Linked DNA regions of Astyanax mexicanus: region 2 is linked to region 1. Evidence: chromatin contacts called from public Hi-C data. All regions are on one chromosome and are shown on one strand. Each heading gives the region's core, a stretch centred on a gene start, on an enhancer-like site or on the middle of the called end of the contact. The rest is flanking DNA. Distances are from core to core; before and after follow the strand shown.

Evidence for each region. Hi-C and Micro-C count contacts between places; a contact is called where the count stands out from the background.
Region 2: a Hi-C map of muscle shows a contact between it and region 1, with 19 times the contacts expected there. The contact joins two enhancer-like sites. A contact is called at or near these places in 2 of 3 Hi-C or Micro-C datasets (both in muscle).

What each region holds. Positions count from the first base shown.
Region 1 is chr20:25,484,175-25,492,054 of AstMex3_surface, reverse strand. No RefSeq gene overlaps it. Among protein-coding and RNA genes, the nearest start is that of LOC103046694, 33 kb to the left of the region's middle. Within about 2 kb of position 3,729, the one cell type or tissue checked has an H3K27ac peak away from gene starts, as active enhancers do.
Region 2 is chr20:25,564,680-25,572,559 of AstMex3_surface, reverse strand. All of the region lies in intron 3 of LOC103046694 (A-kinase anchor protein 2), which reads right to left. Among protein-coding and RNA genes, the nearest start is that of LOC103046694, 48 kb to the right of the region's middle. Within about 2 kb of position 4,224, the one cell type or tissue checked has an H3K27ac peak away from gene starts, as active enhancers do.

The sequences.
Region 1 (7,880 bases), core at 2,480-4,979:
TAAAAAAGACAAAAAACGTATATTAAACTGATGTTAAGCATGGTCAACAAGTTGTTTTGAACACTTGAACACTTTTTCATTTAATTTTTGTGAGTCGAATATAGACTAAAAATGAACTTAAACATGCAGTTCTTCTGTTGCTCGGGCTGTTGTTGCTGCTGAACAAAATCTTACCGTTAGAAGAACCACTGCAATTTACTTAAATTACTTAAAATACTTTGAATTATTTGAAATATATGTCATTGTTCTTTATACATTTTTTATTCTTTACACTTTTTCGCTGCCAAATATTCGGTGCATCCTGAAAAGTTGGATCAATAAACTGATATGCACATTTTAGTTCAGGCATTTCGGGTTTAGGTTGTGACCAATCAGCTGTGTTGGGAAGTAGTTGGACCAGTGGTTGATGTAGATGAAAATACCAATAGTAGACCTATAGTGGTGGTAAGAGGGCAGGGCTTACAGAGACACATTTAAAGGCATTAAAAACTAACAATAATCCAGCCAGATGTGTTTTTCACAATTTAAAAGAGGACTTTTTTGAGAAAAACTGACCATAAGGTTTCATTATTATTTGGTAACATTGGCTTTCCATAGCATTAGCTGTTGCTCCGGTGCTCCAGGAAATCAAACTTCCTACACCAAACAAGTGTTAGATGACTAACTGTGACTGGGCTAAGGGAAAAAAAATAGTAAAATATGTTTTTTCTTTGCTGAATCATTGCTTTTAGAACATGGAAAAAAAATAAGAAACCACTTCAGTTTCTGAATCAGTTTCTTTAATTTTGCTATTTATAGGTATATGTTTAAGTAAAATGAATATTGTTGTTTTTTTATTCTATAAACTACGGACAACATTTCTCCCAAATTCCAAATAAAACTATAGTCTTTAAGAGCATTTATGTGCAGAAAATGAGAAATGGCTGAAATAACAAAAAATATGAAAAGTTCATATTCATAAAGTTTTAAGAAAGGAATTTTTCAGAAGTCAATATTTGGTGGAATAATACTGGTTTTTAATCACAGTTGATTTTCATGCATCTTGGCTTGTTCTCCTCCACCAGTCTTACACACTGCTTTTGGATAACTTTATGCCTTTACTCCTGGTGCAAAAATTCAAGCAGTTCAGTTTGGTTTGATGGATTGTGATCATCCATCTTCCTCTTCTAGGTTTTTAATTTGGTAAAATCAAAGAAACTCATAATTTTAAAGTGTTCTCTTATTTTTTTCTTGCTCTCTTACTGTTTAGGAAATTAGCTTCTGTAGCAAAGCAAAGCTCATTTAAAAACGATATCCTTTAGACACCTGCCACACATTTGACTACTCTTAGGGGACACATCCAAGGTCACAGTTAGCGTAAGTGCTAAGGCACTGTGCATTCCTTTGTGTCACGCACTTGAACGTTGAGATTATGGCAGCATTTGGTGTAACGTTATCACTGCCTGGAAGTACTTCAAGTAAGGCTTTTTTTAAGGCGTCTACTCGTCCTTAATCTTCTGGTAGGTGTTGTGGTTTTAAGACAGCCTCACCATCTGGAACTCGTCACTGGTGGTTTTACAAAATCATGAGCTGTGGAAATTTTCGCAGATGGTTTAAATGAATACATCTGTACATAGTAGCATAATAAATTAATATAGATCATTTCACTGTAGACAATATATGTCTTAAACGTTTCTAGAAGTCTACAGCAGTAATTATTAAATTCTAGGAAGAGCACAAATTTGCTCTATTCTTCTATTTTGCCAGTAGGGTTGGATAAAGAATATGGATTATCTACTGGAGGTCCCTGAGGACTGGTGGGCTAAAGAGGTACAAATCCCACCAGTACTGGACTGTGGAGATGTGGATCTGGATTCTTTGGAGTGACAAAGCTCAACTGAAACAATTTCTGAAATGGACTTTCTCTCATTTGTGGACCAGAACTAATCATTCAACTTTGGTACATTGCCTCATTAATGCTTTGTAGATGAATGCAATCAATTTCTCACAAAAATGTTGATGGCTAATACACTAAAAATGCTGTAGCAATATTGAACGAGGTCAATAGCCAGCCAGCTAACATGATTATAGTGATTTTGGATGGACGAGCTTGGTCCTCAGCATGCTAACACCACCATAGCAATGTTGGATGAGGCCTGCAACCATCATGCTAACCTAGCTGTAGTGATGTTGGACAAGGCACATACCACTCTGGAAAAAATAAATATATGTATATACAGCTCTGGAAAAATAATAAGGGACCACTTTAAAATTACAAGTTTCTTTGATTTTACCAAATTGAAAACCTCTGAAATATAATCAAGAGGAAGATGGATGATCACAAGACATCAAACCAAACTGAACTGCTTGAATTTTTGTACCAGGAGTGGCATAAAGTTATCCAAAAGCAGTGTGTAAGAATGGTGGAGGCGCACATGCCAAGATGCATGAAAACTGATTAAAAACCAGATATTGATTTCGAAACTTTATGGACATGAACTTGTTTTTTTTTGCATTATTTGAGGTCTGAAAGCTCTGCATCTTTTTTTGTTATTTCAGCCATTTATCATTTTCTGTGAATAAATGCTCTAAATGGCAATATTTTTATTTGGAATTTGGGAGAAATGTTGTCCGTATTTTATAGAATAAAACAACAATGTTCATTTTACTCAAACATAAACCTATAAATAGCAAAATCAGAGACTGAAGTGGTCTCTTAATTTTTTCCAGAGCTGTAGGTGGTGTTTTAAACCGCTGTAGTGCAAATCCTGGTTCTAATAACGCAACACAGCAAACAGAAAAAGAAACCATAACCAGTTTTCTGCAGCCATAGGAACATATTCAGCTCTCTGAAAGAAAAGATACCATCGATTTCAGAGGAAACATTTGAAAAAACACATGTTTTTGACCTTCTGCACACTGATATATCAATGTTGGTACATTCATTTTTCCTTTGAGTCCAATAATACAAGGCATTCTTTCTAAAGTACGGCATGACATGACCTACAAAGTCTAACACACAGCATGCAACCATCAATTATCTTTTTTTTTTAGCTTTGATTTCAATTTTTTAAATGATGCTGGATCATCAGAATCAGGCTCAGAATCAGTTTTTCACTGATTTTGCTATTTATAGATATAAGTTTGAGTAAATGAATATTGTTGTTTTGTTCTATAAACTACCAACAACATTTTTCCCAAATTCCAAATAAAAATATTTAGAGCATTTAGAGAATTTATTTGCAGAAAATGAGAAATGGCTGAAAAAAAACAACCAAAAAAAAAAAAAGATGCAGAGCTTTCAGACCTCAAACAACGCAAAGAAAACAAGTTCATATTCATAAAGTTTTAAGAGTTCAAATCAATATTTGGTGGAATAACCCTGGTTTTTATCACAGTTTTCATGCATCTTGACATGTTCTCCTCCACCAGTCTTACACACTGCTTTTGGATAATTTTATGCCTTTACTCCTGGTGCAAAATTTAACGCAGTTCAGCTTGGTTTGATGGATTGTGATCATCCATCTTCCTCTTGATTATATTCCTCTTGTCTATATTCCAACAGGCCCCAAAGTGGGCCCAAGCAACAAGATGAGCTGTAGCTACATTTAAAGTTAGCCGCTGCTCACACGTTAGCGATTATTAGCCGCTGTCTCTGATATCCAGAGCGCTACACGATCCCACAACATTCCTAAAGGGCCTCACGTTGTCACGCAGGTCACCCACACATAGTTTCCCCACAGAAAACGACCCAGCGTGAGCAGCGGTCGCAACAAGGATCAGTTAACAGTATCATTGCCGGCCGTGTACATTACCTTTCACTATTAGCCAGCTGGATTCAGCACTCGCACGGCTGTTTTTCTTCCCTGTCTCAAAAGACAAAGGCGCCCACTTACTCGTATCCCACACTGCACCGCATTCACTCCACCAGCAAGTGGTAAAGCATGGCTGTGAGTGACAAGGCTAACGGAGAGTGAGCAGATATGACTGGCTGATAAATACAATGTTAGCTTTGTTAGCCTGTCGTTTGGGAATTCTCCTTTGACTTGTTTAGGCAGCGGGTGAATATCCCTCTTGCTGTCACCTCATCTGAGGCCTTGTTCAAGGTCACTAGAGGCCTGTTACAACTTCCACTACTAAAGCTTCACAACACTGGTCACTGTTTAACAGGCTCTGAGTCAACAAACGTAGCGGCTAGGTGCTAACCTGGCAGAGCAGCCCCTTCTTTTATTTAGCTTTTTTAAAGCAACAGTCTGTAAGTTATTTAGATATTTAGAGACCCCTCTGGTGAGAATGTGTAATTGCACACAGCATGTGGAAGGGAGGCTGAGCATTAGCACAGTGACACTTTCATGTTGGTGAACCTGATGCTTTTTATTGATTGAGGTTTGCACTCAACATGGCTAATCAGGATCAGGACATCGGATCACAAATTACAAGATCTTTCACCAGGAGGTACCCTGGGATGAATTGGCGTGCTCTTGAAATACATGTTTTATGAAAGCATACAGAAAAACATTGTTGTGAAATCTTAAAGAAAAATCGACTGTGCAAGACACAAGTTAAACGAGTTGTTCGTGTGCAGATTTGCAATGAACGCAAACTTCACCATCAGCTTGTTTTTTAACTCATGTTTTGCGGTCACATTGGCCGTAGCTAATCGCTGTACTAACTTCTAGTCACAACACTTTTCACACTACCGAATTTAGATTCACTAAAAGGTCCAGATATCAACTGTTACAATTTCCACTACTAAAGTCTACAGGGAGATCAGTTCACAACACTGTGGTCACTGTTTAACAGGCTCTGAGTCAACAAACATAGCGGCTAGGTGCTAACCTGGCAGAGCAGCCCTTTCTTTTATTTAGCTTTTTTTAAAGCAACAGTCTGTAAGTTATGGGGAATTTAGGGGATTTAGAGACCCCTGTGGTGAGAATGATAAATCTCATATTTAACAATATGATGTCTATAAATTCATAAAAATCATAGCCGTAGTGTCATGTACAAGACCTACGAAACTACAAAGTTTAAACAACTACTTTCTACGCTAAGCCATTTTTGAGTTACTGAATACTGCAATAACTGTAATAATAATGCAATAACAATAGTAAATAAACAGTAATAAAATGTTAATACAGTGTGATAACCCAACAGAAATAAACAATAATAAACAATATAATAACACTGCAACACCATGCAATAACTACAATATAATAGTATAATAAAATAGTGATAATGCAATAACACAGTGATAACAACCTTGTAATTACATTATAATAACAAAGTAATAACGCTAAGAATAAAAAAAACACTTCATGGTAGTTGCAACATAATAACAACATTGTTATAACATGGTAATAATACAAATATGTTATATTTGACACCACAATAGTAATTACATGTAATAGTAATAGCAGTAATTGCCTAGCAACAACCTAGCAACCAACAGGGATACAATAGATGCAAGGACATTTACGAAATACTGTAAAAAACTATTATACCCAGACCACCTCAGAAATACTACTGCTTTCAGTTTAAAAAAAGCAATAATGCTGCTTTCAGTCTATGTAGGCCATCTAGAACATCTCACTGTATAAAATATTATCTTTAATTACTGTATAAACTAATACAGCATGAAGTGATACTGAATTTACAGAGCAGGCCTCATAAAGGCTCATAAAGAAGCTAACAACGCTGCCTGAGGCTGATGTAAAATTGCATTGGACACATGGCAGCAGATGCTGGGATTATAGGGTTTAGTCTCCATCTTGTGGATGTGTATGTTAATACACTCCACTCTACACCATCGGATCCCACCCCTGGTGCTGGAGCACCTCGTATATCCTGCACAATGTAGTGCTGTACCTCCTTTCATTTGACAGCAAATAAGCAAAATAGCAAGCTTTTCTGTCTGTAAAGCAAATGGATAAAAGACCATTGTTGGCACACTAACCAGGTCCCCTCAGATGGTTATATTAGACTAAATGCCAAATTTTTACCAACAGTCCAATTCACCATCTATCAGTATTTGTGTGTTTATATAGTCTATGCTGATTATTAAAGTCATTGGTAGAAAAATTTTAGACATGCAGCTGCCAGGAAAAAGACAAAGACGAAGACCAAAGAGGAGATATATGGACGCAGTTAGAGAGGACATGGAGGTAGCTGCTGTGAGGACAGAGGACATGGAAGACAGAGGGAGATGGAGGAAGATGACTCGCTGTGGCAACCCCTGAAAAGGGAAAAGCCGAAAGAAAAAGAAGAAGAAGATTGATTATTAACCTCTTACTGCAAAAGCGCCCTCTAGCGGGCCCGTCGGCGGGCCCGTTCTGACTATGTAAATTAGAATGCTTAAAAGCGTCTAAACTTCTAAACACACCGACCAACTAACCGACTCATATTCATTAGTACTACTTTAACTACCTGCATGCAGATTTTCAGCCATCTACATGAAACCAGTCGCCAGAAATCTCCAACTGAAAACAGCCTGTTTTTTCAGATTGTTTACATGGGAAACACGCCTCCCCAACAAAATAGCCTTATAAAATATTATTAATATGTAAAATAACATCAGATTATATTATAGAAAATGCACTTACTATCACAGCATCCACAATACAGCACTGAACCGCAGATAAAACATCCATAAAGTCCTTTATTCTCCTGCTCACTTCTCCTCACAAACATGCGTTTAGTTTCAGCGCAACCGGAACGTAATATTCTCAGGCTCCCAGCGTCCACACAATGTAATATTTTCACGTAAAGTTGTACGTGAATACAAAGCTAAGGATGTCCTCTTCTAGATTCTGTGGTTTTTATTGGTCTACAAACCACTATTTTTCTTGAGTGATCGTCTTTTGAACCAATGGCGTGAGCGCTGGACCGCGCTGGTGTTCAGGGGTGTCCAATCAAATCAGGTCTTAGCCTTTCTCCAGCGTCACAAAAGTGATTGACACCTATTTCAACCAATAATCCACCCTCAGACGAAAACACTGAAACGTAATGTGCCCTGATTGGTCTCCTAATGGCTGAGGGAGGGGCATGCCAAACCGTCACCACGTGTTGCGCTGTCACCAAAAAAAAAAAAAAAAAACACTCCAAACGCCAAACTCAATAGCGCACACAGCGCGCAAACATGTGATTTTGTGTGTCATTTCATCAAAACCTATTAATATTACTCTGAGATGGAATTACATTAATTTATTTTATCACAAACAAACAAAAAAAACATTAAACTGTGGTTGTACAGAGACAGATTTATATCTGTATTATATTGGGGGCGCTCTGGAGAGATTTTGAAGCCTTTGGAGACGCCTGGTGGACACCTAATAAAATGCAGCGTACCTTCTCAGTGCTTTCAATTAATTTTTTCAAATGTTGTAATTTGTTTGTCAAGACCCTAATAAGCCAGGAAGTGTAGAGAATGATTGACTATTCATCACCAATATCCATACACACATTATAAACTCCAAATTTAACAGGCGCTTTTTTTTTTTTTTTTTACATTTTCCTCTGCATTTAATGTTCTCAAACAGAACCTAAATAATAAAAAATCCCTCCTGAAAGTGAATTAATGTTTTGTCCCAAGTGTCTACTTCAGTTTAAGCCCTGAATCGTCACTGTGCTATGTGTAAAACCTAAGATATCCAGTGTGATAGCATAGTAGTGCAAATCGCATGAAAATGAGCAAAAATGGATCTGCAGTAAAGGGCCACTGGCTGGAATGTTAGACAGGTTTTTTTTTTGCCACATTATTAGGACTGCTGTGTGATCTGCTATAGCAGTAGATAGCAGGATCTTGTCATTTTAGAACCTATTACTTCAGCTCATCAGCAGAGGGCGGTGTTGTAGAAGATGAGCTGAAGGGTGGATCCTCAGCATGCCTGCTGGGAGTGTATTAG
Region 2 (7,880 bases), core at 2,975-5,474, 80 kb before region 1:
GATATTTGGCAGTTATGTTCAGGTGGAGACACTGTAGTGACCTGCAAAGTGCTGAAACAATCCACCCACTGGGGGGCGCTGTTCCAAAAAGACGAGTATATGTCAATCATGCTGTACTATTTTGACATCTAATTGTTTTTGCCATATTTAGTACAGTGGCTCTGACAAATTTCTCAATACAACTATGTTTAAAAAGTGCTTTGTTCATTCATAATTGCTAATTGTTTGAAAATAGCTATATTGAAACTACTCTCTGGATATTTGGCCTATCACCTCCATTTCAGTCTTGCTGCACACTGTAGAGTCTCTAGGTAAATGTTCATTAAAAACATTTGTGAAAATTTCACATACAATACTCTCCAGGCATCAAGCAATCTGTGCGTCCTTGGAATTTCTAACCTAAATTGCTGTAACTCTGCAGTATTTGCTGTAATCTCACAATGTTAAAGACCTCTGTACAATATCACTCTGATGAAGCGCCATTTAATACAGAACTAGATTAAGAATAACTTGACATTACATGTCATATCAGAACATTCACTCCTTTGTGCCTCTTCTCAACATTAATAACAGGTGAAAGACTTTTGATAATTTCTAATTGTGACAGAGTGTCTCCAATTGTGTTAGACCTTCTTACACATCACCATCCTATGCTCTAGTAGGCACCATTGTGCTAGTTGGTGCTTGATGAAGCGCCATTTAATTCAGAACTAGATTTATAATAACTTCGTTATTACATGTCATATCAGAACATTCACTCCTTTGTGTTAATTTAAACTTGTTTGGTCAAACATTTCAGCTTGTTCTGCAAAGGTTCAAAGGTCAATCTGAATACCACTTTGTGAACATTCTGGTTGAAGCCACCTGATCAATACCAATAACATGTAGACACCTTTTGACTAGTTCTAAATCACTTAATGAATATCCTACAAAGTTCACTAGATTTACATGTGAATTTAAGCACTGATCAGGTTGAAAGGCCTCTGCTCAACATTAATAACAGGTGAAAAACTTGATAATTTCTAAATGTGACAGGGCATCTCCAATCATATTAGACCTTCTTACACATCACCATTCAATGCTCCAGTAGGCACCATTGTGCAAGTTGGTGCTTGAACCCGATGATTGCCGCTTGCGGCTATATTTATTATTATTATTATTATTATTATTATTATTATTATTATTATTATTAAAAAAAAATAATATATAAATATATAATATATAAATATATAAATAGCTCTTCATCAAACAAAACAAACATTGTTTATAGCAAAAACTGTGTTTTAATAATTGGTTGATTATAAAGAGTTTTATTAGTTTTGGTAATTTGATCCTCTATTTTCAGCAGAAGCTCTTTCACTCCATCTAGTGGTGGACTGCGGTTAGTGCAGCAAGATCTGAATATGAGAATCCAGTGAGTAATAAATATATAAATATCAGTAGAAATATCAGTAACATATACTGATCAGGTGCAGAAGAGAGTAAACCGTTAAAAAGTAGTCTGTAGTGATTATATTTTGGGAAATAACTAATAAACCCTCATTTTAAATAAAGCTATCAGTTATCTTTAGTGACACGCCCCCAAGTGAAACTCAAAATTTCCTATTTGGGAATTCTAGTGATGGAAAGACATGAATTTATATTTATGAAATGATCATTTCAATTACTGTAGTAAATAGTAATATTAAAACAATGTTATAACAATTCTCCTTTTTCTTATTTGTATAAATAAAGCACCAGATATTTAACACTGAGAATTAAAATTATATTTCAAATGTTAATGCATACATTTACAAATTATTTATATTTTTACTACACAAATAAAAAGTGTTACAAAACAGCAGATTAAAAAAAAAAAAGCTGAGGTAAAAAAAAAATACTTTTAATACATTTTTAAATATTTTCTGAAGTCTTCTTCTCATAACTAAACACTGGTCACTATAATACAGGCTTTGTTGGAGTCTCTGGCTCCAGATTGATCTAACTGTGCACCGTCAGGGCGGCCGTGGTGTCGTGGTGGTACTGACAGGGCCGGTGCAGTCAGAGCGGCTGAATCTGTGATTCATGACCTGCAGAAAAATAAAGGAGACGCAGGAAAAGCACTCAATCAGAGCACTGTGCATCTCTCTGCCCCACTGTAAACGGGACACAGCCGCTCATTCACAGCCTGTGTGAGGATGAATTGTGCGCTGCTGAAGGCCGGGATTGTGCAGGGCTGATTCTGAGGGGATCAGACACATGCTGTATATTATCTTTAATAACTGCTAAAGCAGCACTTCCTACAGCACAGCCTGCGCTCTGTAACTGTGCTGTAACTGTGCTGTAGAGGCCTCGAGTTGACCTGGACCTGGAGCAAAAGTCATTGGCTTCTGAGTACTGCATTGAGTATTGTTATACTATTAGTACTGTATTACTATATGGAGGGCCAAAGTTAAACATAAATAAAAAAATAAAAATGTAAGTATATCACTTAATAAAAGTAATATGGTGATTAAAACGGTAAAAAATAATTCTTATATATATATATATATATATATATATATATATATATTTATGGTTTATTTATTAACATTGTTCTTGTTCTTTGATTCATTTGTATATTTATTTACAATTTTATTTATTTTAAAGAGAGGCATCATCAGAATGGCATCATTGCTGGACAGCTCCTTCATTATCATATAAGGACAAGAAAAACTGAAATAAATAAATTGTGAAATAAATGAATGCAGAAATAAATAGTTATATAAATAAATATGCAAATGAATTAAAGAAAAATAAACAAAACAAAAATTTAAAAAATTAAGATATTTATTTTTATGTATATGTATTTATTTTTATATTAATTACAATTAATCTTTACTGTTTCAATTACCATTTCACGTGCATTTTACGTACATTTTTTTATTTACTTATTTTTAAGTTTTTGCATCTCAAAAAGTTAGACTCTCATTGAAAAGTTACTTTATTATAGTAATTCAGTTCAAAATGTAAAATTCATATTATATAGATGTATTTCACACAGAATGATCTATTTAAGCATTTTTTTTATTTCTTTTATTGTTGCTGATTATGATTTTCTCAGAAAATTTGAATAGTATATAAGACCAATTGGTACTTTTGGCAGTGTGGGCAGTGTGCCAAGTCCTGCTGGAAAATGAAATCCGCATCTCCACAAAAGTTTTTGGCAGAGGGAAGCATGAAGTGCTGTAAGATTTTGTGGGAAAACAAAACTGCACTGAATTTAGACTTATTTAATATTTGATATAACACAGTGGATCAACACCAGCAGATCATATGTCTCTCCAAACCATCACTGATTGTAGAAACTTCACACTAGACCTCAAGGAGTTTGGACTGTGTGTCTCTCCACTCTTCCTCCAGACTCTGCTCCCTTGATTTCCAAATGAAATGTAAAATTTACTGATCAGTGATGGTTTGGAGAGACATGTCATCTGAAGGTGTTGATCCACTGTGTTTATCCAATATTTAATATTTAAGTCAGTGCAATATTTTCCCTCAAAATCTTACAGCATGTCATGCTTCCCTAGGCTGACAACTTTCATGAAGATGCGGATTTCATTTTCCAGCAGGACTTGGCACACTGCCCACACAATTGGTCTTATATTATATTCTAATTTTCTGAGACACTGACTTTTGGGTTTTCATTGGCTGTAATCCACAATCATCAACAACAAAAGAAATAAACGCTTAAAATAGATCACTCTGTGTGTATTACATCTATATAATACTGTATATGATTATCACATTTTGAACAGAATTACTGAAGTAAAGTAACCTTTCAATGATATTCTATTTTTTTTTTGATGGACCTGTATTTTAAACCCTAATATCTATTCTTCTTCTTAGTAATGAATGGTAATGGTTTTTGACACTCACTTAATTAAACGTTAATAATTTCCAGTTATTACATTGTTTGTCCACTAGGGGCTCTCTAGTTAAAGTCCACCCCAAGCTGCAGAAGAATAGCTGAGCTTTGCTCTGAGCTGGCAGTCAGATACAGCATGTGCTCCATGTGTTCCTGCCATTTGGTCATGAGCTCATATCCTAGTGGGCGTCGCTCGCCCCTGTACGAAGACTCTCGTAGCCTTTGATCACAGTGGCCTTTTCTTTTTCCACAGAACAGGCAGAGAAGCAGAGGTCATCTTCTGCTGGACCCATCTGGCTGTGGAGGGTCCATGACCTCATGCAGTCTCCATTGCCACTCTCGCTTCCTGATCCACTTCTCCCACTTCCTGTCTGCTGCGACATTAGTTCCAGTTGGCTCTGATTAGCGAGAGTAGGCACTGGGAAAAAGGCCTCCCCCGTATTATGTCATCATCTGGAGCTTTTGGGATTTTAAAAGAAAGAGAGAGCTTTTTTGCTCCTTCTATATACAAACGGTCAAAGGTTAAATGGGGCCAGGATGTTGTGGAATGTTGTTTCATTAGCTGTTGTATTCACTAGCTCTGCGTAGCCGGAAAAAATAAGGACAAGGGGTCAGGTTTCATAGAACAAATAGAGGGACAATAAAGTTTCAGCTTTGACAAAGAACTTCAATTAACTGTGTGGAGCCTGAAAGTAAGGAGACAGTTGGAGTGGAAAAGGTTTGGGTCAAATACATGCTGTGCAACGATTTTAAAGATCACTTTTGGTCTTCACTACCGGCCCTTGGACAGGGCAGTCTGTATTATTTTGTTTCTAAACTGAAAGCAGAAGCATTTCAAGTAATTTTGAGATTTTAATGGCATTACTGAGGCAAATGTATGATTAAATTGCACTGCTGAGGAAGCTAGCTAGCTAAATATGTGACTAGAGTACCACAGCTGAAATAAATTCAGGATTAAAATAGCACTGATAAGGGTAATAGCATTGTGCTTTGTTGGTTTGTCTGCTGGGATATTAAGATAATGATAATGATTATGAAAAAATACTTGTCATTTATATATTTGTAGGGAACAGGGTGAAAGGCTGCTATGATCAAGCAATGACAAAAAAAAGAGTTTCCTCTACCTTCAAATTCAAATTTTACAGAATTCTAGTTCCAGTGTAACTCTAGAGTAGCAGAACCTCTACCCCAATTCCACACAGAAACTGGTCTAAGATCATTAGCCGACAGAGCATTAACCACAGGAACATTAGCACAAGAACCAGCCTCCATTCCCACGACAGTATAGAGACAGGCACGTTTCCAAACACTGCTATCCCTGGCCTGGATCAAACATGGCTTTGGGGATAATTTCCAGGACTTTCATTAAGGGGAGAGACAGAAATAATTATTGGCAGAAAGGCTCGAGTAATCCAGCATAAGCAGGCAGAGCTTTTTATCACACAAGACGCCATGATGGGCCCAATAACCCGCTAAAAATACACTAGCTGAAGCCAAGTCAGTGTCAGGAAAATAATGCTAATGTTAATATGTGCGGCGTCATCAAACACAGCAAATCTGGATCTTTAGTTCTAAGAATTATGAGTCACTACTCACAATTCACAATGTGAAAAGAGGCTGGAGGCTCTTTAAAGCAGGACAAATCCGAAAAACAAAAACAAATTCCACATTTATTACACAGCAGTAACCTCTCCCATCAGCCTGGGAGCTTCAAAACACAACCAGAGTCATTTACAGCCCTGAAACATACCTTACCCAAACCCAGACCACGCGTATACGAGTAGCAGAAACAGTTACTGTAAACACTCTGATATAATGTTTATTGATAATGGCTTTTTAAACGCTCACTACCTTTCACTTCTGCTTTAATGGTAGAGATACAGGTTTTAGGTATCATATTAAACTATTAAACACTCAACGTTTCCATATTTGGTATTCATGTCACACAGTAGTGTACACAGAGAGTCTGTCTGAAAGATAAACAGTGGCGGCCAAGGGGGTCCTGAAAGGGTCCAGGTGTTTAATTTAACGTTGTTTTTGCTAGAGTGTCATGGACTGAGGTAGAAGGGACAGAAATACCTGCAGGTTTTAGCTTTTTAAAATTAAGAAAACAGCAAATAATACAATAACAAAACAAATAGACGATACTAAGCAAACTAAACTGACAAGACTAAAGATAACAAAACTAGAAACAGAGAAGAAGAAACCAAAAGAACTGCGACCAAACTGAGCACAAAAAAAAACACACACACAAACCTGACTAAAGAAAATACTAAGCATACAAAACGATCCCCGGTATATAAGGCACACAAAAGACTCCACGAGAAACACTGAAACAGAGGGGTTTAAATAAACGAGGAGGATGAGGAACACCTGGGAGCAGTAAACAAGGGGGCGGGTTTACAAACAAGACACAAGGTGACAACACCAATGGTTAAGGCAGAGACAGAACAATAATAAAACAAGGCCATGGGATTAAAAAAGCACATAGACACACACAGGCTAAGGTGTGACATAGAGAGCTTCTTGAAATTTAGATTTCTTGACACTGGCTAGATGTCTGAATGTGTTTTTAACCATAAGTCATTACTGAAGGCTTTGAACCTGAATAATAAAGTTTCTGATACTGACCAGAATAAAATGAACAGAACAGTGGCTGTAACAGAAAGAGTTCCTCACATTTCTCTTCTTACAGTTTTAGTTTCTTGTATATACTTGAGACACTAATTATTGCAGACACTAATTATTGGCAGGACTTTTGAGACATTAATTATTGCAGCTATTTCTGGCTGTTATTTATTACTCTAGCAAACTCTGACATTATTATTCCACTAAAACTCATTACTGAAGTTGTTTCTTAAGGCTTTGCACCTCTGGTGAAATTTCTGATAAGATACTCACTCACCAGGCCAGGTCTGATTAAACTGCTGTATGCTGTGGGTTGGTTTCCAAGAGAGGGATTAAGCCTAGACGTAGACTACTGTATATCTTCATTTCAATAGAAAATCCCCATTTAAAATGTTGTATTGTCTAAAACTAGGCATAATCCCTGTCTAGGTAACTGCCTCTGTATGGTCACTATACCTACAGTAATATCAAGCTATGGTTAATGTGATAAAGCCTGCAGTATTAGGATGTGAAGCAGTAGAGTTGTATTCTTTGGTAAGATTGTGGGTCTAAATTCTCTATTTAATAGTTATTAATGGCAATAAAACACTTTCTGTGTGAAATGGCTAATAATTTATACCGAACAATAAATCATCTTGCACATTTTCCTGAACCTTCTAAGCAGCTACAGCACTCAAACACAGCTTACATAAAGTTATAATTAAAAAAGCATGTACTACTGTGGGTAATTTATGACAAAAATAGCCATGTTGAGGAAGATAGCTAACTCGCTATGTTGCTAAATGTTTGATTAGAATAGCATGGCTGAAGTGCTTTCATGATAAAAAGTTTGCAACTACTGAGGTAAATGTATGACTAAAATAGCACTGCTGAGTTACATTTATGATTACAATTGCATTGCTGAGGTAAATGTATGAATAAAATGGCAACACTAAGGTAGGTACATAGGTAGCAAGCAAGCTGAGAGCATACGTTTTAGAATAGTAAGCCTAAAGTGGATTTATAATTAGAATGGCACTGCTGAGGTAAATTTATTGATAAAATGGCACTGCTGAGGTTCATTTATGAATAGAATGGCACTTCTGAGGTACATTTATGAATAGAATGGCGCTGCTGAGGTAAATTTATGAATAGAATGTCACCACTGAGGTATATTTATGAATATAATGGCACTTCTGAGGGACATTTATGAAGAGAATGGCACTACTGAGGTAACTACTAAAAAGTATAGTGTGACTAGAATAGTAAGACTAAAATTAGTTTATGATTAGAATGGCATTACTGAGGTAAATGTATTATCACAATTGCACTACTGAGGTAGCTAGCTAGCTTAATATGTGACTAGAGTACCACAGCTGAAATAAAT